Linked DNA regions of Mus musculus: regions 2, 3, 4, 5 and 6 are each linked to region 1. Evidence: chromatin contacts called from public HiCAR-type and promoter capture Hi-C data. All regions are on one chromosome and are shown on one strand. The core of a region is the stretch at or near the end of the contact, and the rest is flanking DNA. Distances in the headings are between cores, read along the strand shown. Region 1 holds the start of Gins4 (GINS complex subunit 4 (Sld5 homolog)). Region 2 holds the start of Rnf170 (ring finger protein 170). Region 3 holds the start of Fnta (farnesyltransferase, CAAX box, alpha). Region 4 holds the start of Hgsnat (heparan-alpha-glucosaminide N-acetyltransferase). Region 5 holds the start of Bag4 (BCL2-associated athanogene 4). Region 6 holds the start of D830025C05Rik (a long non-coding RNA gene).

Region 1 (5,013 bases), core at 848-3,347:
TATGTTGGGTATGGTGGCTAATTCCAGTAGAAGCAGCGGATCTCTGTGAGTTCAAGGCCATCCAGGACAACATAGTTAGATTAGCAGGGGTTGTGGAGGCAGGCTGTAGAGCAAACCACCTTGCATGTGTCTGTAAATTGCCTTGTCCGCAGTGATTGTCGCCCCTAGAAATGTTAAAGACAAAGAAGGAGAGGGAAAGAAAGGAAAGGAGAGGTGTGGAAAGTAACTTTCCTGACTTACAAGTGAGTGAAAGTAAAGAAGGGCCCAGTGTTGAGGGTAAAGCTGTATTACTCGCTTTCTGTAAAAGTCAAAGACAAGCCCCTCTCATAGACAAACACCCAGGGTGAGTTCAAGCAGTCACAGGACTCTCTGTAGGTCACGCCGGAAGCTTGTGATGGAGCAGTTTCTAGAATGACAGCTGCCTACAGAATCTGCTGTAATACACCAAACAGCCAAGGCTTCTGGTTTCTGGTTCTTGTCTCAGAAAATACAACTTCATAACCAACCTCACTAAGCTAATTTCTTATCACTCTGGGCTACTCTACAGATGTAATTTATTTTATCTGTTCCATGCTTATTTGATAATAAAATATCAATCTAATGATATGTGGAACAAAATATAAGCATCCTGTTAGCAGATGAATATTAAAATGTTTACGCCACCAGGAGGCAGAGGTGGGTGGATCTTTATGAGTTTGAGGCTAATCTGCTCTACATAACAAGTTCCAGGTTCGTCAGAGTTACATGATGAGGCCCTGTATCAAATAAAAATAAATAATGAAAATTTTTTGTACGTCAGTGATAAACTGTAGAAAGAGATTTTGTTTTACTTAGTTGCTGGGGACTGGACCCAGGTTAAATGCTAAGATTGTACTGTACCACTGCACCACATTCCCCCGCTCCCATCTATACAAATCATTTTAATTTAAAAAATAGGTATAATACCAAGAATCTTTAGGCTACCACAAATTCAAATTTCCATAACTTTCTATTAGTCCTGTTATTTCTTTTTGTTGTTGTTGTGGTTTTGTTTTTGTTTTTCGAGATAGGGTTTCTCTGTGTAGCCTTGGCTGTCCTGGAACTCACTCTGTAGACCAGGCTGGCCTCAAACTCAGAAATCCACCTGCCTCTGCCTCCCAAGTGCTGGGCTTAGAGGCCTGTGCCACCACACCCGGCTCAATCCTCTGTTATTTCTTACTCTTTCAAGTAGTAATATGTCAGGATGCATAATTTATAGGTATATAAAACTATAAAAATTTGCAATCTGATTCCATCTCTGAAGCTAATTAGGAAGTTTGGCACTTAAAAAATATAAGGGGCTAGGGGCTGGAGAGATAGATAGCTCATTGGTTTAGAGCACTTGCTCTAAACCAGAGGACTGGAGTTTGGTTGTCGGTACCCATGTGGAACAGCTCATAACCACATGTTATGAGCTCCATCAGGATCCAGTGCATTCTTCTGTCCTCAGCTGGCACCACACTCATGTGCAAGCACACATACTAACATACATGAAAATAAGGAAATATATCTATAAAAATAATCTTAAGGGGGCTCAGTGGGTAACAGCACTTGCTATGCGATCGTGACCTGAGCATGTACCACATGCGTATATTGCATTCACACTCACTAAAAAGGTAGAATCCTAGAAAGTCAGTAGGCATTCTTTCATCACCAAAAAGAACAACTCAAATAACATTAGAGAACAACTCTGCGCAAAAAAAAAATGTAAAGGAAGGACAATGGAGTGAGTCTCTTAAATGTAGTTTCAACACACATATATGAATCTGTGAACAGGTTTGGCAATGGAACCAACCCACACACAGTAAATGTTAAAGGAAGGAAGGAACTGGGCCCTGTACCGATTCGCCACAAGACGGCGCTGCCTGGTTTCCTTACTGTGAGCCGAACGCCCCCACGTGGCCGTCCCGAGACGGTGCCACCCGGCACTTCACTCCCGGCCTCCTTCCCCGCCTTCCGGAAGTATGTTCTATAGCTCGGCAAGAGCCCGCCCCGGGGTAGGCGGGGCCAAGGGGCGTGTGTCCGCTTTCCCCTGGGCCTGATTGGTTAGTGCTCCCGCAGCGCGGAGACGTTTTCCTGTCGACGCTGTGTTTGGGGAAAGGAGCGCGGGAGCTGTACCGCTGCTGGTCGGGTCTGTGGGCCGCGGGCTTTCCGCGCGATCTCCGGCGCCCACCGCTCGGGGAGCCTCAGTCCGTGGTGTCCCCCGAGCGTGCCGGCTAGGAGAGAAGGGAAGAGGGATCCCTGAGCCGTGTAGCCGCTTTGAGTGCCAACTGCGAGGTGAGCGCTGGAGTGTCCAAGCGACCCCGGGTCAGTTGCAGCTGAGGACGCGATGTGCCGAGCACTTGACACGATGCACTTTTCTCATTTGAACCGAATGGGCTCCTGGGCCACTGAGGCAAAACGCTGCTCCTGGCGACGACAAGGAGCATTGCGGTTTAGTGTGGTATCTGCCCAGGTCCAGGCCCATGCAGCGGGAAAGATTAGGAGAGAAACCGACCAAGGGACTAAACCCAACACTGAAAAATCAGTCTCTGATTTCGCCATCCCTGGCCAGTGCACCCCCTTCAGCCCCAATAAACTTGTCCCTAAATGCCTTTTCTTGCAAGTAAGTGGGAGAAGCTTTTCAGGGTGTTGGTTTATTTTTCAGGTGTAGGTTCCCGGTTGAGAAACGATGACGGAGGTTCTGGATCTCCACGGACAGGACTCTGATGGGGGTAGTGAGGAGATGGTCCTAACTCCTGCAGAGCTCATTGAAAAGCTGGAGCAGGTAAGCACCCCAAATATGTCCCGTGTTCTTAGCTCTTAACTTACTCCAGGTGTGCAGTACCACGGCTCAGAAAATAAGGAAACAGAAGATTTGTTTCCAAAGAGCAGTGTTTGTAACATCTGCATAAAAATAGGAAGCCAGAAAGCAGGGCCTTCTTTAGGAGTCTCATCTTGTCAGTCTTCAAGGATGGCTAGTAAAAGTAGGCTTTGGACACATGTAGTAGAATGTTTCACAAAGCAATGCTCTGCTGTGCTATTTTGAGGACGTAAAGATGTGTGTGATCTGTAGAGAAGCATGCCATTTCTCTATAGTAGTCTCTTCCTCTGTTTCCTCCCCCATTGGAAGATATCTGCTCTAACAAGAAATTGCCATCCCTTTTGGTCATAATAGCAGTGATTATTTCTTGCATAGTTGTTGTTGTCGTCGTCGTCTTCTTCTTCTTCTTCTCCTTCTCCTTCTTTCTCCTTCTCCTTCTCCTTCTCCTTCTTCTTCTTCTTCTTCTTCTTCTTCCCCTCCTCCTTCTTTTCCTCCTCCTCCTCCTCCTCCTCCTCCTTCAATAATATCTTCTCATGAACCTCGGGTAGTTTAGGAATTCTGAACATGCTTGGGGTTTTTTAGGTTTTGTTTTTGCTTTTTGTTTGTTTGTTTTAAGTTTGTTTTTGAGATAGGGCCTCACTATGCATCACTGGCCGGTCTTGAACTCTCAGAGTTCACCTGCCTCTGCCCTCTGTGTGCTGGCAGTAAAAGCATGCACTGTGTTGCCCTATAAGTTCTGGGACATTCATGGCGTATACTATTGAGTGTTCTTTAGAGGACAGTTGACCATGGGTACCCACCTCCAGTGGATACCTCTACAACATAGCCCCTACAACCAAGGCTCAGGGAACGCCAAAGAAGAGAGAGCAGGAAGAGACAGAGGACCAGGACATCTGCTGCAGGGTTATCCTCTCTATATGTCAGGGAGGCTGTGCCCATGAGAGCTCAGGAATATTGCTGCTTAGACAGGACCCAAACAATGAATGACAATGGCATTCCAACACGGATGGGGAACCTCACAAGGCCCCACCCCTAAGTGAGCTGCAGACGAATAACGACAGCTGAGAGAGGAAGATTATTAGTCTTCCTCGGGATGAGGTCCCTAAATGGTTATCCAGTGCCAAATGGCCATCCCTGAAAACAGACAGACGAGCAACACCGCATGAATCCAGCAGGTTCTATCTATGCATTTATTTGTATATATAGGTAACAATAATTTAAAAGAGGCCATGAATTTTGAGATGGAGTCGGGGGATATGGTTGGCATTGGAGGGAGGAGAGGAAGAGGGGATGATGTAATTGTACTTTGACTAAACTTTAAAAAAATAAAAGGTTCATTGGGTCTTTCTTACAGTGCAGAGTTTCTCATTTCGGTGATTGTGTTTGTTTGGTTGGACTGTATAATCAAACAGATGAGTGGCTTCCCCAGGGTTTTACTGTGTGTAAGAGGCTGAGGTCAGTGTCCTGGCTGGCTGGTCTCTCCTTGGCCTGTGGTGGCTGTCTCCGGTGTCTTCGCTTGTTCTTCTCTCTTGGCTGTGTCTGTGGTAACATTTTGTTTTCTGAAAAGGACGCCAGTCACCGAGTCAGGTCCCATCCTGGTGACTTTGTATTAGCGCCCTCACTTTTTCTAAAGATACAGTAGCAACAACAAAAGAAAGTATTTAGAAAGAGTAAGTGTAAGTCAGGGGTGGCGGGCGGCCAGTCTGCTCTGCATAGCCAGTTCCAGGCCAGACTACACAGTGTGCTGTCTCAGAAAAGGAGAAAGAAGGAAGAAACTTGATGGTGCCGGGATCGGTAAGGAAGTAGAAAGGTGTTCCAGTTGATGCTCTTAGATGACAGGTAAGGCTCGTGTATCATGTGGCATTACTGAGAACTTACCATAGTGATGAAAGAAGTAAGTCAAATAATCTTAGGTTGAATAAAAGCCCCTTCCTAAGAGAAGAGATGGGAAGGCTGCCATACATCATGAGCTGTCCCCAGAGTATTCGTCCAGCAGAGAGCCTTCTACGTGAGACACCTGCAGCTTTCATGGGCCTGGGAGCTGTCTCTAGTGTGCTTTGCTCCATTGTGAGGATCACTCATTTCTCCTGTATTGCTTTTTAGGCCTGGATGAATGAAAAGTTTGCCCCTGAGCTCCTGGAAAGCAAGGCTGAGATTGTCGAATGCGTCATGGAACAGCTTGAGCACATGGT
Region 2 (5,013 bases), core at 925-3,424, 2.9 Mb before region 1:
ATCAAGGAGTTCTTAATATCATTTCTGCCCCGAAAAGTAATTAGAAGCATAAAATAAACCAGTAATGCTACACAGGGCATAAAAACACTGCAGACTCACAGATTTGAAAAGACATACTTTATCACCACTGTATCACAGCTTTTGAAAGCCCAAGTGGTTACAGATACCACAGTCCCTCCCAAATGGCTAAAACCTGTGGCCGTGAAGCTAAAGGCAAGGCCGAAGTCAATGTAATCTACACTTACTATCTGTTTACCTAATCAGCTTTAGTCACTGAAAGGTGACACCGGTTCTACAGAAACATTTCAGCATGGAATGCTGGACCTCTAGTCTGACAAAGATCCAGAGGCACCCACATAGATACCATAAGAACAGGAGATTCAAAGTTAGGATTTCTCAAGGTATCTCTGCTCCTGTTAAGAAGAATGTTCGCAGGAAAAACCTTTGAGAAGGCTTCAGATACAGTTATTTATTTGCTTATTTTTGGTACCAAAGATTGGTGTTTGCTAGGGTAGTGAATCTAGCACTACCTCCTCAGCCCAAGATTTTTCGAATCTATGAAACGATCGATTACATGTGATCATCAAGCAGTAGTCGATAAAAGGATCATTTTAAAAAATTTAATGCTGCCAGCGGTGGTAAGCCTTTGATCCCAGCAATCAGGAGGCAGAGGCAGGCAGATCTCTGAGTTTGAGGCCAGCCGGGTCTGCAGAGCAGGTTCCAGAATTGCCAGGGCTACACACACACACACACACACACACACACACACACACACAGCCAACCACGCAAGCAAAACAAAACAAAAACTCAATGTTTTTTTGAAATCCTAAAAGCTCAGCGAGAAAACCAACTTCAAATGGGAAAGAAGTCCCCAGGAACTGAAGAAAAAAAAAAAAAAAGTGAAGGTGTGCCCTGGGAAGATAACTTCTTCCCAGGCACTGCTAATCAAAGACTGCATGATCTGGTGGTTATGCATACCTTTGAATCCAAGATTCTCCTAGGACTCCAAAGCATATATCTTGTATCTTGTTGTCTTGGAAACGCCAATATCTTTGCATTAAGGTCGACTGTTTATTATAGCATTATTCTTAGACGCCCTAAGCTGGAACAAAGTGCACATCAATAGTAGAACGGGTACAAGGCTGTAGTCACACAATAGGATATTAGACAATCATGGGATTTTTGCAGATAATTTAATATTATTTAAAAGCCAAAGCCACAATACATATCCATTCATAAAAGTTCAAAATCAAACAAAGGAAAATTATACTACATGCATAGTCATCTGGTTAAAAAGCTAAAAGGGAAAGCTTTTAAAATAAAGTAAGTGCCTATCACAAAAATCAGATTAGAGATGGTATGGATGGAAGAACTCTTGGGAATGTGGCAATTCATTTTATTAATATTCCTCAAACATGTACTGCTACGCACTGTTCTGCATGCGACTTAAAAACGTATATGAAACCTTCTACAAGGCTTGTATTAAAAAAAAAAAATCGAAAGTCGGGCAAGGATGCACCTCAATGAAGCCAACTCCTAGCACAAGAAGCAGGCCTTAGGAACAGCAAGGGTCCTTACGCACTGGGGAACTGGCGTCCACCCTCTGTCACTTTGGGTAAAGTTTTTTGTGGGAGAAGGGGGCTCCAAGGAGGAACGCCGGGCTCCCCACAGCCGGGCCAAACCGGCCCCCAGCCTCCGAGACGCGCCCACGTCAGCCGTTCCACCTTCGCCCGGAGGGAGACTCTGGGCAGGCTCCGGCGACTCAGGGAAGGCTGCGCTCCGGCTTCCGGAGGGAAGCGGTGGGCGCGGAGCCTACCCTCGCGCGGTCCCGCAGCTCCCCCCACCGCCACCGCGCCGAGTCCCGCAGTCCGCGGGTCCCCGGCCCGCCCGTGCGGGGGCGTGGCCTGGCACACGCCCGCGGCCGGAGAGGGGGGCGCGTACCTCGTCGCGGCCGAGGAACTACCGGGCCAGTCGGCGGGTCGGCATAGAGCTCATTTCCGGGGACTACCTAGCTACTCCTCCCGTGCAAACTACAGGCGGCTTCTTAAGCCAGAGCGCCGGCGTCAGCGCACGCGCAGTGCGGAGCCCCGGCGAGGGTGAGCGGACTGGAGAGACACACAGACCGGCCGCCACCGCAGGGCCCGGCCGGGGCGCGCGCCCGCGGGCCTTGGACTGGCTCTGGGAGCGCGCCTCTAGGGGCGGGGCTGAGCGAGCGCGAGCGTGCGCAGTGGCCCTCGGACCTCGGGACTCGCGCTACGCGGCGCGGCGGGGCGCGGCGCTCGCGCAAGAGGGCGTGGGCTGGCGGCGCCGGGTGCGCGCAAGGGAGTGCGCGGCCCCGAGCGAGGGAAGGAGGGGCTGGTGACAGTGCGGAGCGATTGCCAGCGTCCGCGCCCCGGGAGCGGACGGACGGAAGAGAAGGTCCGCCAGACGCCCGGTCTGCTGCCTGACCCCTTCGGACTCAAACCCCGAGCCGAGCGGCCGCGGCTTCTGGTTGGTTGAAGGGAGACGCTGCGGCCACCCCAGGAAGATGTTTAACGTGGAGTCTGTGGAGCGGGTGGAGCTGTGCGAGAGCCTGCTCACTTGGGTACGTGGTGGGCAGCGGGCCGGTGGGAAAGCTCCGCCACCTTTTCGCGGACACCGGTGCTCGTCCCGGGGGGCGAACGCCCCGGGGCGACCTGCCGTCACATCCGGGGCTTGGGACGGGCGGAGCTGAGTAGCCGGTGCGGCCGCGTCTACACCCGCGGCCGGGTCAGGGTCAGCAGGGAGAGGCCGGGCTCAGGCAGGCTGGGCCCAGGGTCCAGGAGGAACTTGTCCGGCCTGAGATGTTGGCTGCTGTCCGAGAGGAAACCTGCCCGGTGGGGGCTAATGATGGGGTGCAGGCGACACTGTAATTAGGACTGTTTGCCTTGATGAGGCGCTGGCGTTTCGCTCCCAAGCTCCCAGTGATCCAAAGCGTTGGTTCTGCCTGGGCGCCCGGTAGAGGCAGTCGGGACCCCCTAGTTAAGCGATGCTGCTCGCCTTTGTTGTAGCGTTCAGCCAGGATGGAGTGTAGCCCCTTGAGGGATGGATGAAGCCCTGCCCATTGGAAAATAGTACATTGGCAGGGTGGATAGACAAAACATGAAGAATCACTCAGAGGCAAAACATTTAAAACGCGAGATGCATTTTGACTGTTATAAACGATGTGATGGTACCTATAAAAGGAACCAACGATAAAAATGTTGAACTGGAAAAATTGAGGGATTTCGTAATGGAACTGAAACACATTTTTAAAGCACCATGAGATTCTAATTTGGAATTGATGAGGGTTAAGGTTATCGAATTTTCAAGTAAACATGCAGGATTTTGTCAATAGTCATGGCTTAAACGGCCCTTTTCATTAGCTGGACAGTTAACCGTGTTTGTTTCTGGTTTTCATATGCTGGTTGGAGGTAGGTCCAGGCATATATGCAGAGCCATGGGATAAACCAGGAACATTCATTTTACTTACTGCTAGAAATGTTAGCTGTCCTTTTTAGAAGAACCCAGATACATTTACAGTGGCTATTGTGATACATGTTAATTTTGTTTGCTTATTGGGGGAGATGGTAGTATTTGGGCCTCCTGCATTTTAAGGGAAGGCTCTACCACTAAGCTGTTCATCTCCTGGTCTTAGTCACTTTAAAGGTAAAATGCAAATAGCAAAAAATTCTACTGAACAGTGCCTTAGGTTAGAGGTTCAGATCTCTGGAAGGTAACCATCACTGTTTTGTGCAGGAACACTGCCGAGAAGTTTGAGAACTGTTAACTTAGGTCGGTTGTAATAAATGTAAGAAAAGTAGAATCTACAGATGTGTGTGCATTTGAGATAGGATCTTGCTATGTGGCCCATTTTGACCTCAAACTATGATCTTGAATTTGTAGCAGTCTGCCTGCATCACTACACCCAGCTTGAAGTTTTGTTTTTGTTTTTGTTTTTTTATAAACTGGGTATGTCATTAATCTGATTGTGCCCTTTGAAGCAGCCTTTATACAATGGAGACCTTTATGGTTTGGTTTTGTGTTAGATCATTCTTGTAATTTCAGATCACTGGAAATAGTGCATAGTTAACATGCTCTGTAAGTTCCAACTTCAAGCCTGAAGCTAGACTTCACTGCTATGCTTCAGATAGAGAACGGCGATAGGTGACACGACAGAGCTACACCTCAGCCAAGTTTCAAATTATTCTTTAAACCAGGAAGACTTTTGAAAGGATGGGAAATGTTTCGTGCCCTGTCAGTATATAACAAGCTAGCCCAACAGAATATGCTTAAACATTAAACCTTATCCCCTCTTCCTTCCCCCTGAAGCAAGATGTATTCCTACCTGATAGGGTAAACAAAACAAAACACAAAAACCTATGGCATTACATCTGTCAGTCCCCTTTTAAAAAAATTCCCCCTTGTGTAACTGATGTGTGCACATGGGCACAGTTGGCAGCATATGCATATGAAGGTCAGTGGTCAGCTTTTTGGAATTGATGCCCTCTCCATGTTTTCCAAGCAACGAACTCAGGTCACAGGTCACCAGATCGGTGTGTAAGCACCCTCTCCTGCTCAGCCATTCCAACAGCCTGTTTGCTTTTTAACAATGATCATTTTATATTTATTTGTGTGGGGATATATGCACACATAAATGGATATGTGCACACACAGCCCTTTTGTGGAGGGCATTGAATAACTTAGAGGAGTCAGTTCTCTCTATTTGGGCTCTATTTTTTAATTTGAGAATTTCTTTCGTGTGTGGGTGTGTGGTTTGGGCAGGTTTACCGCCTCTTCTCAATACCACTTGTCCCTCCCAAGTTCATACACACTCTTTCTTTTTTCTTTTTAACCTATTGAATCCATTTAGTGTTGCCAGTATTTATGTGGGTAGATCTGTCTTCTGGAGCAGGGATAATCTACTAGGGACTGCCCCCCAGGAGAAAACAGACTGACCCCTCCAGCCTCCGGTAGCTTCTCAGCAAAATGACCTCTTCTCCATTCATTCTAGAA
Region 3 (5,013 bases), core at 1,273-3,772, 2.8 Mb before region 1:
TCAAGTCGCAGGGAGAGAGAGAACACTCAAGACTGGGTGTCTTCGTCAACGTCACTGCTGTGAAGAAACACCATGACCAAGACAACTCTTTAAAAGTAATACATTTATTTGGGGCTGGCTTACAGTTCAGAGATTTAGTCCATTATCGCCACAGCGTGTGCAGGCAAACATGGTCCTGGAGAGTAGCTGAGAGTGCAGGAAGGCAGCAGGAAGAGAGAGACACTTTGAAATCTCAAAGCCCACCCCCAAGTGGCATACTTCCAACAAGGTCACACTTCCTAATGAGACTATGGGGGTACATTTTCATTCAAACCATCTCATTGGGCCTGGTGTGAGATTTTTGAAATTTCAGTGCCCATCACCAGTGACATACCTCCAACAAAGCCGCACCTACTCCAACAAGGCCAGACCTCCTAATCCTTCCCAAACAGCTCCACCAACTGGGGAGGAAGCATTCAAACATGAGCCTCTGGAGGCCATTCTCATCCAAACTGCAGTGATCTATGAAAGATACTTCTTAACAATCATGCCGAGTAAGCCACTTACAAGTTTTAAGTCCTTTTTATTGATGTCAGACCAAGAGCAGGCTTATGCCTCTGAAATCTCTTGGTGCTCATGCTAGGGTTAGAGGGCTCTTAAAGACAGAAACCGCAAAGACTAGTTTACATCAACGTTAGATGGGAGTCAGTGTGATCTTAAAACATTTATTCCTGGCAGAGCATAGTAATTATTTTAGATATAACATGTCAATTATTTTTGACATTTCTAGTTATTTCAGTTTACTAATTACTTTGACTGATACATCTAGGCCATAGAAATCCCAAACATATTGTCAAGGCAGATGTGACCATTAGAGGGAGGAGGGTAGGGGGCTGAGAACTGTCTAAGCAAAGTAAAATGCAGTCAGGACAGGATAGCCTCCCCCTAGTCATCTCAGAGTCCCGGCTGCTGAGACCCCTCTCCCTCGGACTCCTGTGTGCCTGCTGGATCCTGTTAGATACGGACTGAGTGAGGGGAAGAGCTCCTTTGTTGTGGACACTTACCGAATACATTTCGAATAAACAGAACTTTCATCTGCACTGGAAAATACAAATCCATTCCACCCTAGTTCCCAACCTATGGAAGGTCTTAAGGGAGAATCCAGAGAACAAAGGGAATTTCTTTTAAGTTCCCCCAAAGGTGGGCTCCCTTCTGGCAGGTAAGTCTCAGTCTCTCTCTCTCTCTCTCTCTCTCTCTCTCTCTCTCTCTCTCTCTCTCTCTCTCTCTCTCTCTCTCTCTCTCTCTCTCTCTCTCTCTCTCTCTCTCTCACACACACACACACACACAAACCACAAGGTAATGAGTAAATAATATATCCACCTGCCTCTGCCTCTGCCCCTCTGCCTCTGCCTCTGCCCCTCTGCCTCTGCCTCTGCCTCTGCCCCTCTGCCTCTGCCCCTCTGCCTCTGCCCCTCTGCCTCTGCCTCTGCGCCTCTGCCTCTGCCCCTCTGCCTAAGTGCTGGGATTACAGGCATGTGCCACCACTGCCCAGCCAATACTAGCATTTCTAAATCCTGGGTTTGATCACTAGCACAGCTGCACTGAGAAACTCAGCACAGAAAAGTTGGTTTGACTGATAACACCTGTGGGCTATTAGGATGTGGGGAAACTTCAGCTAAGATCACATACCGACCTCTGTTGGAATCCCAAAAGTCCCTTTTCTACCCTATAAAACCTCCAAGGCCCATGACCATCCTTGGATTTTTTTCTAATTAAAGGACAGTATGCTTATAAAGACATTTGTCTCTTTTATTCCCACTTTGCCTCAATCGGTTCTGATTTAAGAACCTTCCCTAGAATATATGGTGACCAGACACTATGGTCTTTGCGCTGCTGCGAATGAACCTGGTGCCTATTGTATAGTAAATATTTGTTAATTGAATATATCTATTCTCTATATTTAGAAAGGAGTTCTGCACAGATCCAAATTTAATTCCAAAGACACCCCCCGGATTAATAAAATGCTGCTATTTTATTATAGGATTATATAAACGCCTAGCACTGAAAAACATGTAAAGTGTGAAAGAATGTAAAGACCCTTTTAAGGTTAAAGTGGAAGCCTGAGGGGGGAAAGAGGTGGCTGGCTGTGCACCGTTTGCAATTCTTCACACTCCTAAGATGGTCCAAAAGAAGGGGGCCGCTGGGGACTGGAGATGTAACTCAGTGGTAGAGCACATGCCTAGCATGTGCAAGTCTTCCGGTTCCATCCTAAGCGTTGAAAAAGAAACAAAAGCAAGGAAACAGAAAAGTTACCCAACAAAGGAAACAACAACTAATAACACTGCTTGCCAATTAGCACCTAAAGGCCTCTGAAAACCTGCATTCGGGAAGGGGGCCCTGGAAACACAGCAGCGAGGACAGTAGGTATTCAGGCCAGGCCTCCGGGCCGGGCCCTCTACCCCACGCCTCTATGGTAGGACCCGAGGAACCGGAAGTGGGCCTCGCCGGGGGCGGGGCGGGCCGCGGAGGGGGCGGGGCCTCCACCACCACCTCTGCTGCGGACGGAGGCGAGATGGCGGCCACCGAGGGGGTCGGGGAATCTGCGGCAGGCGGCGAGCCGGGACAGCCGGAGCAGCCGCCGCCCCCGCCTCCGCCGCCGCCAGCACAGCAGCCGCAGGAAGAAGAGATGGCGGCTGAGGCCGGGGAAGCGGCGGCGTCCCCTATGGACGACGGGTTTCTGAGCCTGGACTCGCCCACCTATGTCTTGTACAGGTAACGCCCTCCTGCGGGCCGCGGCGCCAGAGGCCCGGGGCTGAGTGCGAGCGACGACGACGCAGCTCGGCGGACGGGGGCGCCCTCCGAGTCCGCGCCGCGCAGCCCCGGGTGGCCGCAGGCTGCGGCGGCGCTCTTCTGAAGCTAGGGTGCGGTGACACTTCCGTGGTCCCGCAGTGCTGCCCTGCTGAGAGCCGTGCATCATCCGAAAGGCGCCCTTTTGACAGCTCGCTATGGGATAATGTCACTTAAGCGGCCAGATCTGCTCTTTACAAACACTGTCGGGCCTTTGCGTGCCTTCTGCTGCCTGGAGAGAACTTTCCTGCCTTTCCTTCATCTTGGCCACTGTGCACATCCCTTCTGTCTTCCTTTCCATGTCCCCTAGTTCCTTGTCAAAAAGTACTTACTGTTTTTTGTAGTTCTACCTAAACCCTTTAGGTGACTCATTTGCCAGGCTTTCAGGAATGAGTGAAAGGCATTATAGAGGTTTCTGCAGTTGGATGACTTGAGATTGGTTGTGGGGTCCCATAGCTTCAGAACTTTCCTCTGATTTATGAATTATGTTCTTCGGATGGCTGATTTCCGAAGAACTAAATGACCGTGTTTGCCGTGCCTCTCTCCAAACTATAGGATATATATATATACATATATACATACATATGTATATATATATATATATATAAAATTAGCAGGTCATTCTTTTCCCCATATTCTTACATAAGGGATGCAATTTCAAGGTTAACTGCGTACCACAAATGTCTGCTGTCAGTAACTGATTAGTATAGAGAAGAAGAAAAGAATGTAAGTCAAGGCTGGCCACACTGAGCAGTTCATGGAAGTCTCCAGAAGTGCCAGTTGTTGCAGTCATACTGTTGTTTTGAGACTGTTCCCTGGATTGTTAGCATGCATACAGTATGCTATGCAGGTTTTAAGTACTCAAAATTATTCCTTCTCAAAGTTGCCTTCCAAAGTTGACTGGTAACATTATCTTCATCTTATAAATGAAGAAACCAACATCCAGGCAGATTAATGACTTCACACAGGAAGTTGTAAAGCTAATATTCTGGCTTAGGCAACTGTCAGATTCCAGAGCCTTCTCTCCCTCATGCTAGGCAGGCATCTCCACATGCCAGGCCCTCCCTCTGCCTAACAAGTCCCTCTGTAGTGACAATAACTCATAATGCTTCCTTGGACTTTGGGGGGAGTGTTGAAGTATCACATGTAGGACTTTGCGCCTGTGTTCTACCTCCTGAGATACATCCCCAGTCCTAATTTGAGTTTAAAAGGTTAGTTCCTACTAAAATGCATGTTTAAAAAAAAAATACTAACTCCAGAATCTTACTAAGTAAATGGGGGAGGCTAATTTTTAAGTTAAACCTTGGATACTTTCTAGAAGACCACATTTTGCCACACCATAAATTTGAAATTGTTGATTTATTAACTTTTATTTTTTAAAAATAGGCGTTTTCAGCCAGTTGGTGGTGGTGCATACCTTTAGTCCCAGCACTCGGGAGGCAGGGGCAGGTGGATCTTTTGTGAGTTCAAAACCAGCCTGGTCCACAGAGCAAGTTCCAAGGCTACACAGAGAAAACCTTGTTTTCGAAAAACCAAAAAAAAAAAAAAAAAAAAAAAAAAAAAGAAAGAAAGAAAAGTATTTTACTGTATGTGTGTGTGTGCCTTGTGTATGTCCAACCATTAAGATCTCCATTTGATTGAATGATTATTACCAATTAAAAACAAACAGAAACAAAAAACAAAAAAGCACCAGAATTGTTTTTCGTCTAACATGTTTGCATATAATCATGGGGAACATGTCTGTTTTCAGGGACAGAGCAGAATGGGCTGATATAGACCCAGTGCCCCAGAATGACGGCCCTAACCCAGTGGTCCAGATCATCTACAGTGAAAAGTGTAAGTTTACATTTATTAGGAAAATAGCTAACAAAGTTGAAATTTACAACCATATAATAAGAAAAGTGAGAGATTTTTGTTTACTAAGAACCTGAATTACTTTGCTGAGTTAATATCTTCTTTGTCATTTATTTGTCTTTGTATTTTATTTAGGAGATGGAGATAGTCAAAGCAATGAATGTTACATTATAATACATACTAGCTATTGTATCATTGTGCTTTTAATTTGCATTTAAAGTATAACAGATGGATTACTGTTTTGTCTAAAATAAGCTTTAGTTGTTCAAGTACCATCATTTTAAAATGTATTTTAGCTGTGTAGTGCACGCCTCGGTTAAAATGTATGCAGTG
Region 4 (5,013 bases), core at 1,427-3,926, 2.7 Mb before region 1:
TCCTACAGTCCCTCACTGGGAGCCGCCTCCTGAGCCCTGCTGTGTAACCCACCTACCTTCCCTCCTTTCACACTAGAAGCTGAGAGCTCTTCTCTTCTCTCTGGGCAGAGCTTGTGGCAGGGGGAGCTCGGCAAGCGATGCTATCACCTCACTTTTAATTTCCCCCCAAGTGTTTGGGCAGCATGGAGGAGCAGCAGGAGGCAGCCATAGGCTCCTTCTCCTCCTCCCTCCTCCTCCTCCTCCTGTGATACAATCCTCAGGTACAGCACTCTTAACCCTACCAGCAACCCCCTCCAGAGGTTGGTATGAAAGCTCTCAGCATGGGAACTGGAACTCTTGGATTTCACTGAAATCCTCAATGCTTTCTTAGACTTTGCTGGCATCCAGGGTCTGCAGATTTTTTTTCCCTGTGGTTCCTTAAAACTTTTTATCTGTTTAAAATTCTCTGTTCTGTCTTCTCATCTCTGTCCTTTCTTTCTTTGGTCACTCTTGAAAGGCTCTCAGTTGCTTCTTGATTCTTCGGAGGGGAGGCAGCCACAACTCTGGTTGGTTGGCTGCTCTGCACAGTGAGCAAGAAGAATCCACTTGAGAGAAGCCTTTCTTGTGTCTGAGGCTGTAACACCAGAGGCAGTAGTGCAGAGACACTCACCGTGTGCTGGAGCAGCCCGGAGTTTTGGGCCCATCAAATCCTTGCCTCTTAGCACCAGTTAGCCTCTGTCAAATACTTGGCACCTTGATCTTCCAGGTTGACATCAGTCATACTGCCTTTGTATTGGGACTCTAGAATTATCAAGTAGTTCAAATGAAGCATGTTAGAATGATGCAGGGTGTACCCGTATACCTCTTTACTACCCAGCCTAACAAGGACGCTGCCAGTTGGAGCCCGCCAGGACACTGGCATGACATTTTGCTCTCTCCCTCCTAATCATTGCTTGAATATAGCATTTATCTTTCCATTTGTAAGAAATATCAAATATGAATCTTTTCTATCAATACAAAACATGTTTAGGACAGGGAATTTAAAAAAAAAATTTAATCTCCCCCACCTTGTAAGACTTTTATGAGAATGTTTTAATCCTCCCTACCCAGTAAACCCTTTGGATTCCATAAAGGCCCACTGCACTTATTTTAGGAATTTAACAGCCTGGAGCAGTGACTCTTTTTTCTTGAGTACAGCGAGACCTTTCCTCTTCCTCCTTCATTTCCTGTGGGCCAGTCTTTTTCAGACTAGCTAAATGGATAAGATTGTGAAGTCGGGCTCTAGCCACTCCCTGAGCTATAATAAAAACCAGATTCATTTCTATCTCGCTGTGTTTAAGTGTGACACACAGAGCACACCCTTGATCGAGAGGAAAGTAGTTTGCCTTGTCCAGACACTTCGGGTGCAGTGATGGTCTCTTTCTTTGTGACCCAGAACATATTTCTAACATATTGTGGGGGAGTCCACCAGAGAAGACTACTTGGATATGGGTTTAAGCCAATAGGAAGTCCTTATTAGCTGGTGAACTCTTTAGCACAACACTATACCCTGTGTTGCAATACTCTAGTTAAAAAGAACAGTTAGCCAAAAGCCAAAACCAAGGTTATTATCTTTAGAGACTTTCCCAGAACTATGGGTTTTGATGGATTTAGGCCTTTGTTTTAGTTTTGGTGGGTGCTACATTTTATATGCTGATTATAGAACATGAATGGGTCTTTCACTAAGGCAGTTGTGCTCCAGTCTGGGGATCCATTACAAAGAAATATTAAGAAACATGTTCAGAACTGGATTCAGTGACATTGGAACCTGAAACTTTTCAGCACAGGGTGTTTTGTTTTGTTTTTTCTTTTTTCCATTAAATCTTGGGATCCATTCTATACGTTATAATTTTGACCACTGTTGTGTTTAGTAACAAAAGAATGTGATTCTTTAAATGAGGTTGCTGGTATGTTTCTTTGCATAGTTGAATTTGTAAATGAGTCCATCAAAAAAAGTAAATAAACTCATTACAAAGCTAAGTGCAACCAGTTTCCCCTTCATCATCCTATGGAAGCCTCTCACAGGTGGAAATGGGAAGATCTGTTGTTCATTTCCACTGCTGCATGGCGCGATGCTGTCTCGTTGACGGCCATTCAGATTGCCCACACGATTTTGCAACTACAATTTTATTACAAACATCATGCCTGCCCTCTTTCGCGTGTGATGGTTTCTCCCGGAATACAGACAGCAGTGTGGTTTATAAGGTCCTCATCCCTGGACACCTTAAACTTCCACAGACTGGCAGCAACCTGTGCAAGGCCAGAAACAGGAGACCTTTTAAGGGGTGTATCATTCACTCTAGGTAGTGAACGCCCAGAGTTTGTGCGTGTAAGGGGGAAGCTCTGTAGTCATTTTTACTAAGGACTCTCCTAGAAGGTGAGTAACACGTATCTGTACGTTGAAAGGCTAAGATGCAAGAATTTAGAACGTTCAGGGAATGGTGAGGGAGTGGATGACTGGGAAAGCAAAGACCACTCTTTTGCGGTTTTCTCCCGATGGGACAGAAACACTGTGCAGAGGGTAGAAAACAGCCTGGCTGCCCTCCTATGGTGGACACTAGCTGGACGCATGCTTTCCCAGCTGGGCGGGGCTTAGGAAGCTTCCGCGGGGCGTGCCTAGGAGGGAGCGGCCCCGCCCTCTCCCCGCCATCCCCTGCGGGACAGGAGCGGTGACGCCACGGGAGCGGGCGATGACGGGCGGGTCGAGCTCGCGCAGGCGCCGGGCAGAAGAGCGCAGCTCGGCTGCGGGGACAGAGCGCAACTCCCGGAGAGAGGCTGTGGGAGGCATGGGCGCGGGCCCGGCGCTGGCAGCGCTGCTGCTGGCCGGGTCGGTGCTGAGCGCCACGCTGCTGGCCCCCGGCCGCCGGGCGGAGCCAGGTGAGCGAGCGGCCCCCACGGCTAGGGGTAGCGGGGACCGTGCGTGGGCCTGCCCCGGACCTCCCCACGGCCCGCGGGGCGCAGGACTTGAGCGTCGCGCCCGGTCCACGCTGGGGTGGACCGCAGTGCCGGCGTCGCAGGAGCCGCGACCCGGGTCTGGCTTCCCAGGTTCAGTTGAAGGACCTTGGGGCTGGGTGCTCTGTCCGTCTCCGAATTCACCAGGGGGAAGGGTGAAAAAATAGGAATTCTGGGACTTCTCTTGACTCAGGTCTGAAGGTTCATAGGGTCCCGCAACTCCATTTCACAAACTCCTATCGAGAGGATAGTTTGGGTCGAGGACTGAGGCAAGTGAACACCCACTTCTACCCCAAACCCCCACCCCTTACCTTTATGCATTGTTTGGGATAGGGCCTGTCACCTGGCAAGGTATGTCACCTGCCTTTTTCCTATCCATCTCATCCCCTTTTCTGTATAGAAATTGGAATGTGGTGCCTGTGTTGAACACCCCTTCAGCTTCCAAACTTTAAAAAAGACATTGAAACAATGCAAAAAGCACGAAGAACGGTGTGAGTTACAATTTGCAATTACAACCCGTCCTTGGGAGGAGAGAGTTAAAAGAAAATCCTGCTGAGTTTGGGGTCTGGCCAGGGTGTTTGAACTTTTCACTGCTGCTCTTATTTGAAGCTTCCTGGGGGGGCAATTCTGACGTTCAGCTAGGCCTGAGGGACTCTACATGCTCCCAAATTATATAGTAACAATGTCAAGCTCTTTCTGAGCCTAAAACCCACATGGCAAATCTAAGCGTAAAACATACTACTAAAGACTAAGAAGTAGAAATCCAGCCATTCTGTCCAGGAAAGGATGCTGTTGTATAGGGTGAAGAGTAGTTGCACAGGGAGTTACTCTCACTGGAAAAGGAAGACTGTCAAGAATGAACGGTAGGTAGCCTGGATAGATGACTCCAGCTTAAGAGAATTGGCTGCCCTTTGATACCACCTACCCATGTCAGGGCACAACCACATATGACTCAAGTTCTAGGGGTTCTGATGCCATCTTCTGGCTTCTTTGGGTACCAGGCACTCATGTGGTATGCATACATACATACATACATACATACATACATGCAGGCCAGGCACCCAAACACATTTTAAAAAATTAACAGGAGGAATGAAAAAGAAAATTATGACAGATCAAACAAATAAACAAGCAAACAAAACCCCTAAGAATACCTAGGTTTAGGAAAGCCGTTAAACGAATATTCCAAAACTCACAGGATATGTAAATGGCTGTGGTGAGCTTTGGGAGGACATGTTCAAATTGCTGTTTTCTCTTTATCCAGCTGAAAGATGAGGGAGAAATCCAAGGGCTGGTGGAGGCCGGAGGGACAGAGCAGATACGCTTGCGTCCTTTCTGGAGTGTGGTAACCTAGGAGTTAACTACTGCCCCTGACTGAACTCCACTCCTACCTACCTCCCAGCAGGTCGGACCTAAAGCAAGTTGGTTGGTCTCTCTAGGTCACACAGTGGTGCCTGCCTGGAGCACCAGCTACTTGGGAGACTGAGGCAGGAGGATATCTTGAACCCAACAATTCAAGGCCAATCACTGCAGTGCAGAGAAGTCCCCACAGGAGGGGGAAAAAAAGACTAATCTATCGTATAAGACTGTTAGGATGTGGCACACAGTAAGACAGTCATCCTTACCAGCTACGAGTCTATGATCTCTGCAGATGTCATACTCCAGCCCCACCGAAAAGGACTGGAATTTCACAGTACTTTTGAGATGGTATTAACATTTTTGAAAAGCTATTTTTGGGGAAAAAAAATCTTTGCTCACAGATGTTCATTCTTTTTTTTAAAGACATCTTTTTTTTAAGTTTTATTTATTTATTTTGTGTATAGGAGTACACTGTCATCAGACACATCAGAAGAGGGCATCAGATCCCATTACAGATGGTTGGGAGCCACCATGTGGTTGCTGGGATGTGAACTCAGGACCTCTGGAAGAGCAGTTGGTGCTCTTAACTGCTGAGCCAGCTCTCCAGCCCCAGAAGTTCATTTTTAAATGCTGTGTGTGTGTGTGTGTGTGTGTGTGTGTGTGTGTGTGTGTGTTTGTGTGTAA
Region 5 (5,013 bases), core at 1,215-3,714, 2.5 Mb before region 1:
AAGAACAAAACCCCAAAGCTTCTGACAGCAAAATCTAGACAAAGATGGTCAGCAGAGTCAAAGCTGCAGTGCACTGGGGTACTCAGGAAGGGATGCGAGTCTGATGGAGACACACCACTGAGCTATATCTGAGCTAGAAGACTCAAGCATAGCTGAACCAGGCATGATGGCACCTATCTTAAATCAGAGCAAGGGAGAGCAGAGGCAGGGGCATTCTAGGATAGCCAGGATCATGGAGAGATCCTGTCTCAACCCAAGAACAAACAAAACAAAAACAAGCAATAACAACAAAAACAACTCGAAAAAACCAAAAGGCCCCATAAAGACTGGGACAGACACGTTCTAAAGGTTGTATATCAAATGAAAGGGTCTGAGATCCACAAAGTCCAAGAAGGCTTGAGAACACAAGCGCGTTTAGTAAGATAGCAGACTTGTTGTTAGAAGCTTCGGTAATTCACGTATCTAAGGAAAGGTGAAGGCAAAAAGTTCCACTAAGAGTATTTCATCACACTTCATAGATAGGCTTATAAAGTAGTGTATATGTGTATGCAGCTATAATACACATATAAATATATATTAATATCTATACCTGTAATATATGAGCAAACTTTAATATGTTTATCCCAGTCTATATAATCACAGCTGCTCTCTAATTTGCAAACTCACACAAAACATTTTTACTTGTTTGAAGTTGTAAATCATTTTGCTTTTGAAAAGTCACAGTATTAAAATGATTTTAAAATGCTGATTATAGACCTGAGAGATGGCTCAGTGCTAAAGAGTATTGTCTGGTCTTCCAGAGGACCCAGTACCCTCTTCTGTTCTCTCCAGCACCAGGCAAGCTCGCAATGCACATACATACATGCTCATATACAGCGGTTTTTTTTTTTTGTTTGTTTGTTTGTTTTTTTAATGCTGCTTTAAAAGTTATATTCATCCCAGCACTTGGGAGGCAAAGGCAGGAAGATTTCTGAGTTCCAGGCCAGCCTGGTGTACAAGGTGAGTTCCAGATCAGCCAGGGCTATACAGAGAAACCCTGTCTCGAAAAACCAAAAAAAAAAAAAAGTTATATTCAAGGAATCATACACAGGTAAGAATTCGGGGCGGGGGAATGAAAGTGGAGGCTGGAGAGATGGTTCAGAAGAGCACGTGTTGCTCTTGCAGAAGATCTGAGTTCCTTTCTCAGCACCCACACTGTGACTCTGTAACTCGGTCCATAACTCCAATTCCAGAGGATCCCAAGAAGAGAAAGTCATCTGGCTTCGTGGATACCAATATGCCCGTGGTTTAATTACATGTAGACGAGACATAAATACACAATAAATTAAACCTTTTAAAACCGAAATTGTAACCTCTTTATTTTTACAGGACTAACCTCCTTTTAGTAAAAGCAAAACTGTCAAACAGAAAAGAGTAAGTTTGAAGTGACTTAGCATTCGCAGAAAATCCCGTTATTACGTCCGGCACCTGTCTCTACAACTTTAATCTGAAAGTGCTAATGACCCTTACAGAAAAAGGAGAGTGCTAGTGGCTATACAACAGAAAGCCTACGTTCTCTGCTAATTAAATTCAACTGCTGTTGTCGGGTCTGGTGAGTCCTTTCTAGAAGCAATCTCCATCCATTCACTGTCAAACGCCTTACGAGGGGCGCAGCATCCGACTTGGGAACGCGAAGTGGCTCAGGCGACTTCCTTCGCGTGCTCTGCCCTTCACGTTCCCAAGTCGGATGCTGCGCCCCTCGGAAGGCGTTTCACAGCTTGGGGGGCGGGGGGCGGGGAGGTGTTACCCGCTCAAGGACAGAGAAGGCAGCTTGGGAAAAGGCTCCGTCCGAGGCTGTGAAGGCAGAACCACCCCGCCCGGGCCCAGAGATCACTCTCTGGGCCCTTGTCGAGGGACGCCCACTCGAAAAGGGGTCCCACACCAGGCTTCCCCCGAGGGAGAGGTTAGGTACTCACTGTCGATGTCCTCGATGAGGCTGGCGGTGCCGGGCATATAGTTCATGTTTGAGCTCTCGCAAGGCTGCACCGGACGGCCGCGAGGGCGTCCAGTCGCCCGTCGGCGGGACGCGGACGGGAACCGGCCGCTCACCTGCAGCTCAGACACCGCTAGTCGCCGGAAGCGTTTCAGGTGACCCCACCCACTTCCGGTATCGCCTGCCCGTCCGCCGAAAGAGGCGTGCCGGGCGTGTTGCCAGTCGGTGGCCGACCACGTTCTCTTCCCCTCCAGTCAGTGCAGTGAAGTCCAGGTCGGAAGGGCGGAGGATAGGCGTTTCCTCACGCGTGACGAGCGCTGCCCCTCGCCTCGCTTTCCCGACCCGAGGCCCGGATTGACCCGTACCGTCCATGACCGTTCCGCGCTCGGCGTGCAAGGGGCGGGACCGGCTCGGGATTGGCTGTAGCCGTCCTATCCCCCTCCGCCGCTCGCCAATAGCGGCCTCCCGCAGGCGCCTGCGCAATGGGACGGTCGTGGGGGGCGGGAAGCGCTTCGCGGCAGCGGAGCCCATGTCGGCCCTGAGGCGCTCGGGCTACGGCCCCAGTGACGGCCCTTCTTACGGCCGCTACTACGGGCCCGGGGGAGGCGATGTCCCGGTGCACGTACCTCCGCCCTTATACCCCCCTCTTCGTCCGGAGCCTCCCCAGCCTCCGGTTTCCTGGCGAGGGCGCGGGGGCGCCCCGGCCGAGACCACCTGGCCGGGCGAAGGCGCAGGTGGCGATGGCTACTACCCCTCGGGAGGCGCCTGGGCAGAAGCGAGCAGAGCCGGGGGAGGCCACCAGGTAAGCTTCGAAGTCTTTTCCGGGGCTCCAGTCGGGAAGTCTTGGGCAGAGGTGAGGACATTTGGGGGTTTTATACTTAGGGTCTGTTAGGACTCGGGTCTCTGATTTGTTCTTCTTTTGGGGACGGTGCAGAGACGAGGACCAGAGATGCGAGGGGAGCTAGGCTTGGGTTCCATTTGTCCCTTCGTTTTGTTTGTTTGTTTGTTTGTTTTTGCTTTTTTTTTTAACTTCAGCCATCATAAGTGTTCTTGTTAACCACGAAAAAAAAAAACGAAAAAATATTCTGCGCTGACTTCCTAAGCTTAGTAGCAGGCTGCAGGATCTCTTTCCCGAGAGCGTAGGTTAGCGTGATTGGGCTGTAACAATTTATCCTGCGTGGCTCGGGGAGCTGCAGCCCCAGCCCTTACTCAGCAGCCCCTCCCACGGGGAAGGGATCGAAACGGGGCGGGCTGATCACTTAGTTCCTTATCACTAAAGCTTTGCCTGGAATTGAATCAGGAGGGATCAATGTTGCAAAGTACCTTAATGTTCTATTTAATCATCGCAAGACTGCAAGACAGATGTTATTAATGCTTCCCAATTTTTGAATGGAGAAGGCTCTGAGAGACCGACTTGCTTAGTATGTTTGGACCTGTAACATTTTGTTGCTTGCATACATGCCAAAAGTGTGTTTCTATTTTATCTTCGTATGGGGCTATCATTCTAGGATGGTGGCACACATCTTTTGGCCTTTGTAACATTCTTACTTGCAGAAAATTAATTATAAAATTCTCACATATCCACGACGGGATTGTAAAATAGTACAGTGCTTTGGAAAATAGCTGGGTCGTTCCTAAAACTTCTGACAGAGAGTTAATTTATGATCTAGCAGGTCTACTTGTAAGTATACTCAAGAAATAGAAAACAAGGGCTGAAAAAACAAAAAACGACAAAAAAAAAGTCTGCTGGTGGTGGCGGCGCATGCCTTTGATCCCAACACTTGGGAGGCAGCCGGATTTCTGAGTTTGAGGCCAGCCTGGTCTACAAAGTGAGTTCCTGGACAGCCAGGGCTACACAGAGAAACCCTGTCTTGAAAAAAAAACAAAAAACAAAAAAACAAAACAAAACAAACAAAAAACAAGGGCTGGTGTGTTTAATCTCAGTACCCAGGAGGCTGAGGCAGACTAGCCAGCCTGGTTCACATGGACATAATGAGTTCCAGGACAGCCTGGACAACGTGGTGAGACCCTGTCTCAAAAAATGAACAACAACCACCACCACCACAACAAAGGAAAACATGTCCATATACTATTTAATACATCTTTTTAACATCATTAGTGATAATGGCCAAAAATTAGAAATAACTGGTACAGTTATCAACTGGTTGCTGGATTAACTAACATGGCTAACATTTTAGAACATAACATCTAGAAAGGTATGAATTGACCCCCCCCCTCCATCCCCACTCACATACTTGTTTCAACATGGAATGAACCTTAACTAGATCATGCTTGTTGGATGAAGTTAGTCAAAGGGTTGCATTTCATATTGTGTGATTCCATTTATGTGTAGTGCCCATAGGGAGCGATTCCTCCAGGCAGAAACATGGTGGGCTGCTAGGTTGGGGACTGGAAGGAAGAATTGCAAAACTGGGCTTTGAGGTGGTACAGTGTTCTGAAGTTGGTGAAGATGGTTTCCCAATTCTGAGTATCCTAAAAACCACTGAATTGTACATTTTAAACGGGTAGGCTAATTGTTCCTCTAAAAATTGTATAAGAATAGAAACCAGGTAGTATTCAGAAGTTAGCTGGAAGAAGGATCCCTATTTCCTGTGCTGATTCAGTAAGTAGGATGGGATAAGTAGGCCGGCGGATCTACTGTAATCACAGGATCTAGAGATGAAGGACTTTTGTACCCAGATTAAAGATCAGTTGATGAGGAAAAGGAGTCGAGCTTTAAACTGGCTTCTATCGAGTTTGCTATCAAAGTAAAAGTCTGTCTGGTTAGGGAAAGACTTGCAAAAGTTCAAGTTTAGCATCTGGTAGGGAGTTAAGAGGTTTGGAGTAGAGTTGTGCATATAGGGCAGATTATGGGGTTAGCATAGTTTGAGATAAACTGGAAATGAATAATGGGCATCTGTAAATTTTGTTTTGTTTTGTTTCAAGACTGGGTTTCTCTGTGTAGCCCTGGCTGTTCTGGAACACCATCTGGAGACCAGGCTGGCCTCCAGCTCACAGAGATCCACCTGCCTCTGCTTCTG
Region 6 (5,013 bases), core at 946-3,445, 2.4 Mb before region 1:
TTATTCTATTTTGTACAGCTCATAATTTTATCATCAGAGTTCTCAGAAAAGTTGAAGAAAGCTCGAGCCAGGCATGGTGGTGCACACATTTAAATCTGAGCAATTTAGAGGACCAGGCAAATGAATCTCTGTGAGTTCAAGGCAAGCCTGGTCTACATAACGAGTTCTGGGCCAGCCAGGCCTACATCGTGAAACCCTGTCTCTAAATAAATAAATAAGCAAGCAAACTAAAATATAGAGTCAAAGATGGCTGCAGTGGTACACACTTGTAACTAAGCACTGGGGAGGCAGGCAGGTGGTTCAAGGGTTCAAGACCACTTTCTGCTACTACCTATTGAGTTCCAGCCCAGCCCGTGTTACATAAGAACCCCGCAAAATAAAAAGAAATTGAAAAAAAAAAAAACAGATAAATAGGAACAAGAATGCTTTCAGAACTTTAACTTTCCCAAGATGGCTAGTTGCCCGCCCTAGGAACGTAAACGTCCTCAAACCCACAATGCCTATCTTATTTAACAAGTACTCTAGAATATATTTTTGAATGTTGAGATTTCTACACAACTAATGATAAGCGACAACATGAAACCATTTTTTAAAGAGAAAAATCAAATTCCGTATGAAGATTTCAGAAGCATTCCAGCCTTCGACCCCGCAGAAGAAAGGTTTTTTTTTTTTTTTTTTTTTTTTTTCTCAGTGCTGCCCCTCTGCCACCAGGACCTCACAACCTCCTTCGCCAACCCAAGACCTCTAGGCAGTTTCGGAGACTAAAGGGTGAGGAACGGAATCATCAAAGTGATGTCATCAGTGACTCCAATTTGGGTTACAAAGGCTACTATCAGACCTTACTCTGGTAGGGCCTCCATTCAAGGAGTTCTCGAGGAGTTGGCTAGACTACAGAATGTGGGCAGGCAGGGGGGGGGGGGGGACGCAGCTTTGGTCCTGTAGTACAGACGCTGCCTCAACTAACTCCGACCCAGAAGTGACTTCGCGGGCTCGTGCGGGGGACCTTGTTGCCTTCCGCGCGGCTGCCGTGAAGGACGCGAGCCAGTCCCAGGATTTGAGAGCTCATTGGATGGTAGTGGCGTCACTCGGAGTGACGTCACAGGGCGAGGCGCAGGAGGTGGAACCATGGAGACTGGGCTTCCGGCCCCTTTAGCGTGGGGGCGGGGAGGAATTGGGAAGGTAGGGTTGGGGCCTTAGTCACCTCGCAGCGGACAAGGGCTCCCTCGGCGTCTCCCGTCAACCCCGATCTCTCCCCTAAACTTTGGACATTCTCCCCTACGGTGTACCTGACCCCACTCCAACAATCCCCAGACCCACCGCAGTCCTCCCCACTTTCCGCGGAGACTACCGGCCGAGAGCCGAGGGCGCCTTTTGCACCGGTGCGGCGAGCGCGGGGTGCAGAGGTAACCCCGCAGCGCTGGGCGTGGGGTTCCCCCGAAACGCCGGGCAGACTGCCTGGGAGTGGCCCGTAGCCCCGGGGCCAAGGGCTGGGGAGCCTCCGCAACAGGCCCGGCCTCCCTCCGGAGGAGCGCTGTCCGCGGTGGGGCTGGTTTCCGAGGTGCTGTGCCCGGTTCGCGATGTTTACTTTTTAGCTGAGGTTTCCATAGGGTGGGGTTGAGGGCCTGGGGAACCTCCTTCCGGCACGATTGCGAGATCGCAGTGTTATGCCAGTAGCTGAGAAGCGGCTCGGGGTGGAGAACGGTTTTAGTTAAAGGTACAGAGCTTAGTTCGGACTCTGGAGATTCTGCATCTGCGCTTGAGCCTTTAGTAGATACCATTATGTCTTCGCTGTTCCCACATGAAATTAGTGAGAACTTTTAGACTTTTGGGTTGGTGGTAAATGAATCCAGGGTGCTTACTTTCTACTTGTATTTTCTGGTTACAGATAAAGATGTCTTTCTCCTTTTAACCGTCGCAGCAGATTATTAGACACTATTGACCAGAAATTTAAAAAATTAAAAAAAAAAAAGCCTTTGGAGGCCACATCGTCTTCAGGATCATCTTCTTAGAACCCATTTCTGTGTGTTTGGATCGAAAAAGTACCATTTTCAAATCCAGAGCTAAGAAAATACTGAGGCTTTTGTAAATGAACTTGAAGGAAATTTTACACCTTGAATATGCAAATCTCTCTCTTTGCCTTAGTTTTTCTTAAAAAAAAAAAAAAACCACCTAAATTCTCATGTTTAATTGATTCCTTTTTAAAATACTAAATTGTTTGCTTCTTTTGCCTAGGTCTCTGTGTTGGTTAGTTGAAACAAAAAAAATAAACATGGCCTTCTACAGTTATAATTCATTCTTAGCTATTTTCTGGACAAGGTAAGGCTTGGAGTTTCCCACAAAAAAAAATGTATATAAACTCATGCATCTATATGAAAAACATGTGTTGTAAAAGACGTGGTGACAAATGCGTTTAGTCCCAGCACTCAGGAGACAGAGGCAGGCTGGTCTCTGAGTTCAAGGCCAGCCTGGGCTACATATCAAGACCGTCTCAAAAATATACATAAATAAATAAAGGAAGTAACCAACAAAACAAAAAGATTGGCTTAGTACAGAAAACCTTGCTGAGTTTTCAATACATTTCAAGGAAGAACATATTTTAATTTGAACTGCTTTAGAATGTAAGCTGAGTAATTTTGGAAATACATGATAGAGGAAAATAGATGAGACAGTTTTAGAGTGGCATTTCTGTTATTGATGAAGATTACACGAGGACCTCAGGTGTAAGGAAAAGTAAAATGGCTCTTAAACAAGCTTAGCCCAGGACATGTTCCAGTCTAAGGTCCCTTGTCATCTCACTTGTGCATTCAGAAGATTAACTGAACACTCACCACTTGCCACATTCATTGTATATTTTTCCTTTTGTCCATTTATAGGCTATATTTTGATATGTTTAAAAATTGCATTAAAGAATGGGAAAAGGCCATCCTTTAGCCAAGAACAACAACAAAAATCTCCCCTTCTCTCTTTCTTTTTTCTTTCTCTTTCTTTTTTCTTCCTTCCTTCCTTCCTTCCTTCCTTCCTTCCTTCCTTTCTTTTTCTTTTTGTTTGTCTTGGGGTTTTGTTTTTGTTGTTTGTTTTGTATCTATGTCCTGGAACTCACTCTAGACCAAGGTGGCCTCCAACTCAGGCATCTGCCCACTTCTGCTCCTGAGTGCTGGGTTTAAAGGTGTGCACCACTCTTGACTGACTGGCTGCTTGGTGCTATCTCTACTTGGCTGTGTTTTATTTATGTTCTAGCTTAACTACAGGATTAGAATATAAAAACCATTGGTCGAAGTGCTCAATTCTAATTCCTATTTTTCAAAGTCTCTTGAGTAATTTCAGGGAGATTATATTTCATCCCTTTGAGGGAATCTATAGACACATGGACAAAACAGTATCACCTGATTGGTTAATCCTCACAGGGACTATGAAGTTGTTTCATCAAAATGTTCTTGGTTGTCAGTAGAGTAGCTAACAGTCAGAGCTTCGGCTACTTTATGAGAGTAGAGACAGTACTGTCATATCATCCCTGACAGAAATATGTTTTTGAATAGATACTTTTTCTAATAAGACATTTTAAATCTTTTTGTTGCTTAACTACTCAAAAAGAGCATGCCCCTGACACCCTTTTGGAGATCACAGGGCATCTTATGAAAGTCAGTTCTATCCTTCTACCATCCGGGTCCCAAGGATTTAACCAGGGTTTGACAGCAAGTGCTTTTACACCCTTGAACTATCTCACTGGCCACTAGATGTTTACATTAATAGTTTCAGAACTTGGAACTTGCTATAGCAAATTACTCTTCAGAATTAACTTACTGATATTTTTCATAAGAATATGTTCAATGATTGAGCACAACTCAGCTATTTGAACACTTGCCTAGCATATGTGAACTTTTTTTTTTTTTTTTGGCTTTGGTTCCCAGTATAGTTTTAATGGTGCACACCTTAATCTCAGCAGTAGGGAGGCAGAGGCAGTCAGATCTCTGAATTCCAAGCCAGCCTGGTCTACCAGCAAGTTCCAGGAGAGCCAGGGCTATATAAGCCCTGTCTCAATGTCAGTTTAAAAAAGAAAAAAGTTAGCCAGGCGTGGTGACACACGCCTTTAATCCCAGCACTCTGGAGGCAGAGGCAGGCGGATTTCTGAGTTCGAGGCCAGCCTGGTCTACAAAGTGGCTTCCAGGACAGCCAGGGCTATACAGAGAAACCCTGTCTCGAAAAACCAAAAAAACAAAAACAAAAAAAAAAAAAAAAAAAAAAGAAAAAAGTTGTATTTCTGGCTGGGGGTAGAGGAGGCTTGTAGCTCAATGATAGAGTACATTCTCAGGAAGTATATAAGGTCCTGGGTTGATGCCCAGCAACATACAAGTACACACACACACACACACACACAATTGTATTTCATTCATTAATAAACATCAGTTACTTATATTCTAGCCTAATTGTCTTGTTTTAACCAGATAAAATATCCTTTTGTTACTGTTTGTAATAATATGTCTCACTGAAAGAGTGTTATCCTTCTTTTCCAGACTGCCTGGCCATTCTGTGTACCCTTCCTGCTCTCATTTCCCATCACTTGCATTTCTCCACTTGCCAGATTCTCACTTGCGTACAGCCTACATTAAAAACTGCGGAAGCAGGAAGTACTCCTATCCCAGTCTAACAGGCAATAATAAAGTCCATCCCTTACGGACCAGGCTCCCACAAAAACTGCACACAACCTGCTGGCTACAACATGTCCCTGGCAAACCTCAGCTGGAGCAAACAGGGAAGCCAAAGGCAGCAAGCCCTCAGCCTACCAAAGAAGCCAAGACAGAGACTACAGAAGAAAAGCGGTCGTTGAGACAAAAAATTGTGAATGAACTTAAATACTATTACAAAGGATTCAGCTTGCTTTGGATTGACACCAAAGTCGCTGCCAGAATAGTGTGGAGGCTACTGCATGGTAATGCGCTAACCAGACGAGAGAGGCGAAGGGTAGGCAAGAAACAGATTTGAAATGGGGAAGTAAAAACGAAAACTCCATCTTCA

What was found. Promoter capture Hi-C pulls out the DNA fragments that hold promoters and counts their contacts. HiCAR-type assays count read pairs that join an accessible place to other places. Capture Hi-C pulls out chosen DNA fragments and counts their contacts.
Region 2: a promoter capture Hi-C map of pre-B cells shows a contact between it and region 1, with 4 times the contacts expected there. The contact joins the promoter of Rnf170 here to the promoter of Gins4 in region 1. A contact is called at or near these places in 3 of 39 promoter capture datasets (hippocampal neurons, neutrophils and pre-B cells).
Region 3: a contact with region 1 is called in a HiCAR-type map of astrocytes, with 9 times the contacts expected there. The contact joins the promoter of Fnta here to the promoter of Gins4 in region 1. A contact is called at or near these places in 1 of 39 promoter capture datasets (pre-B cells) and 1 of 115 datasets of contacts at active chromatin or transcription factors (astrocytes).
Region 4: a contact with region 1 is called in a promoter capture Hi-C map of adipose tissue, with 4 times the contacts expected there. The contact joins the promoter of Hgsnat here to the promoter of Gins4 in region 1. A contact is called at or near these places in 1 of 39 promoter capture datasets (liver) and 2 of 9 other capture datasets (adipose tissue and liver).
Region 5: a contact with region 1 is called in a promoter capture Hi-C map of pre-B cells, with 6 times the contacts expected there. The contact joins the promoter of Bag4 here to the promoter of Gins4 in region 1. A contact is called at or near these places in 2 of 39 promoter capture datasets (liver and pre-B cells) and 1 of 115 datasets of contacts at active chromatin or transcription factors (large pre-B cells).
Region 6: a contact with region 1 is called in a promoter capture Hi-C map of pre-B cells, with 7 times the contacts expected there. The contact joins the promoter of D830025C05Rik here to the promoter of Gins4 in region 1. A contact is called at or near these places in 6 of 39 promoter capture datasets (cranial neural crest, embryonic stem cells, hippocampal neurons and 2 more) and 1 of 115 datasets of contacts at active chromatin or transcription factors (large pre-B cells).

Annotation. Positions count from the first base shown.
Region 1 is chr8:23,234,752-23,239,764 of GRCm38.p6, reverse strand. Gins4 (GINS complex subunit 4 (Sld5 homolog)) reads left to right here and starts at 2,097. Exons shown (of 8, transcript NM_024240.6): 1 at 2,097-2,295; 2 at 2,666-2,785; 3 at 4,925-5,011. The coding sequence starts at 2,690. It overlaps Gm39141 (a long non-coding RNA gene), which reads right to left and starts at 1,985. Exons shown (of 3, transcript XR_870246.2): 1 at 1,897-1,985.
Region 2 is chr8:26,116,529-26,121,541 of GRCm38.p6, reverse strand. It overlaps Rnf170 (ring finger protein 170), which reads right to left and starts at 2,174. Exons shown (of 8, transcript NM_029965.4): 1 at 1,942-2,174; 2 at 979-1,102. Hook3 (hook microtubule tethering protein 3) reads left to right here and starts at 2,318. Exons shown (of 22, transcript NM_207659.3): 1 at 2,318-2,584. The coding sequence starts at 2,528.
Region 3 is chr8:26,013,119-26,018,131 of GRCm38.p6, reverse strand. Fnta (farnesyltransferase, CAAX box, alpha) reads left to right here and starts at 2,522. Exons shown (of 9, transcript NM_008033.4): 1 at 2,522-2,751; 2 at 4,577-4,662. The coding sequence starts at 2,552.
Region 4 is chr8:25,974,407-25,979,419 of GRCm38.p6, reverse strand. It overlaps Hgsnat (heparan-alpha-glucosaminide N-acetyltransferase), which reads left to right and starts at 2,676. Exons shown (of 18, transcript NM_029884.1): 1 at 2,676-2,895. The coding sequence starts at 2,709.
Region 5 is chr8:25,782,660-25,787,672 of GRCm38.p6, reverse strand. Bag4 (BCL2-associated athanogene 4) reads left to right here and starts at 2,464. Exons shown (of 5, transcript NM_026121.3): 1 at 2,464-2,774. The coding sequence starts at 2,502. Lsm1 (LSM1 homolog, mRNA degradation associated) reads right to left here and starts at 2,082. Exons shown (of 4, transcript NM_026032.1): 1 at 1,956-2,082. The coding sequence starts at 2,001.
Region 6 is chr8:25,593,665-25,598,677 of GRCm38.p6, reverse strand. It overlaps D830025C05Rik (a long non-coding RNA gene), which reads right to left and starts at 2,195. Exons shown (of 1, transcript XR_003947362.1): 1 at 1-2,195. It overlaps Letm2 (leucine zipper-EF-hand containing transmembrane protein 2), which reads left to right and starts at 1,182. Exons shown (of 11, transcript NM_001364069.1): 1 at 1,182-1,403; 2 at 2,233-2,316; 3 at 4,512-4,959. The coding sequence starts at 2,270.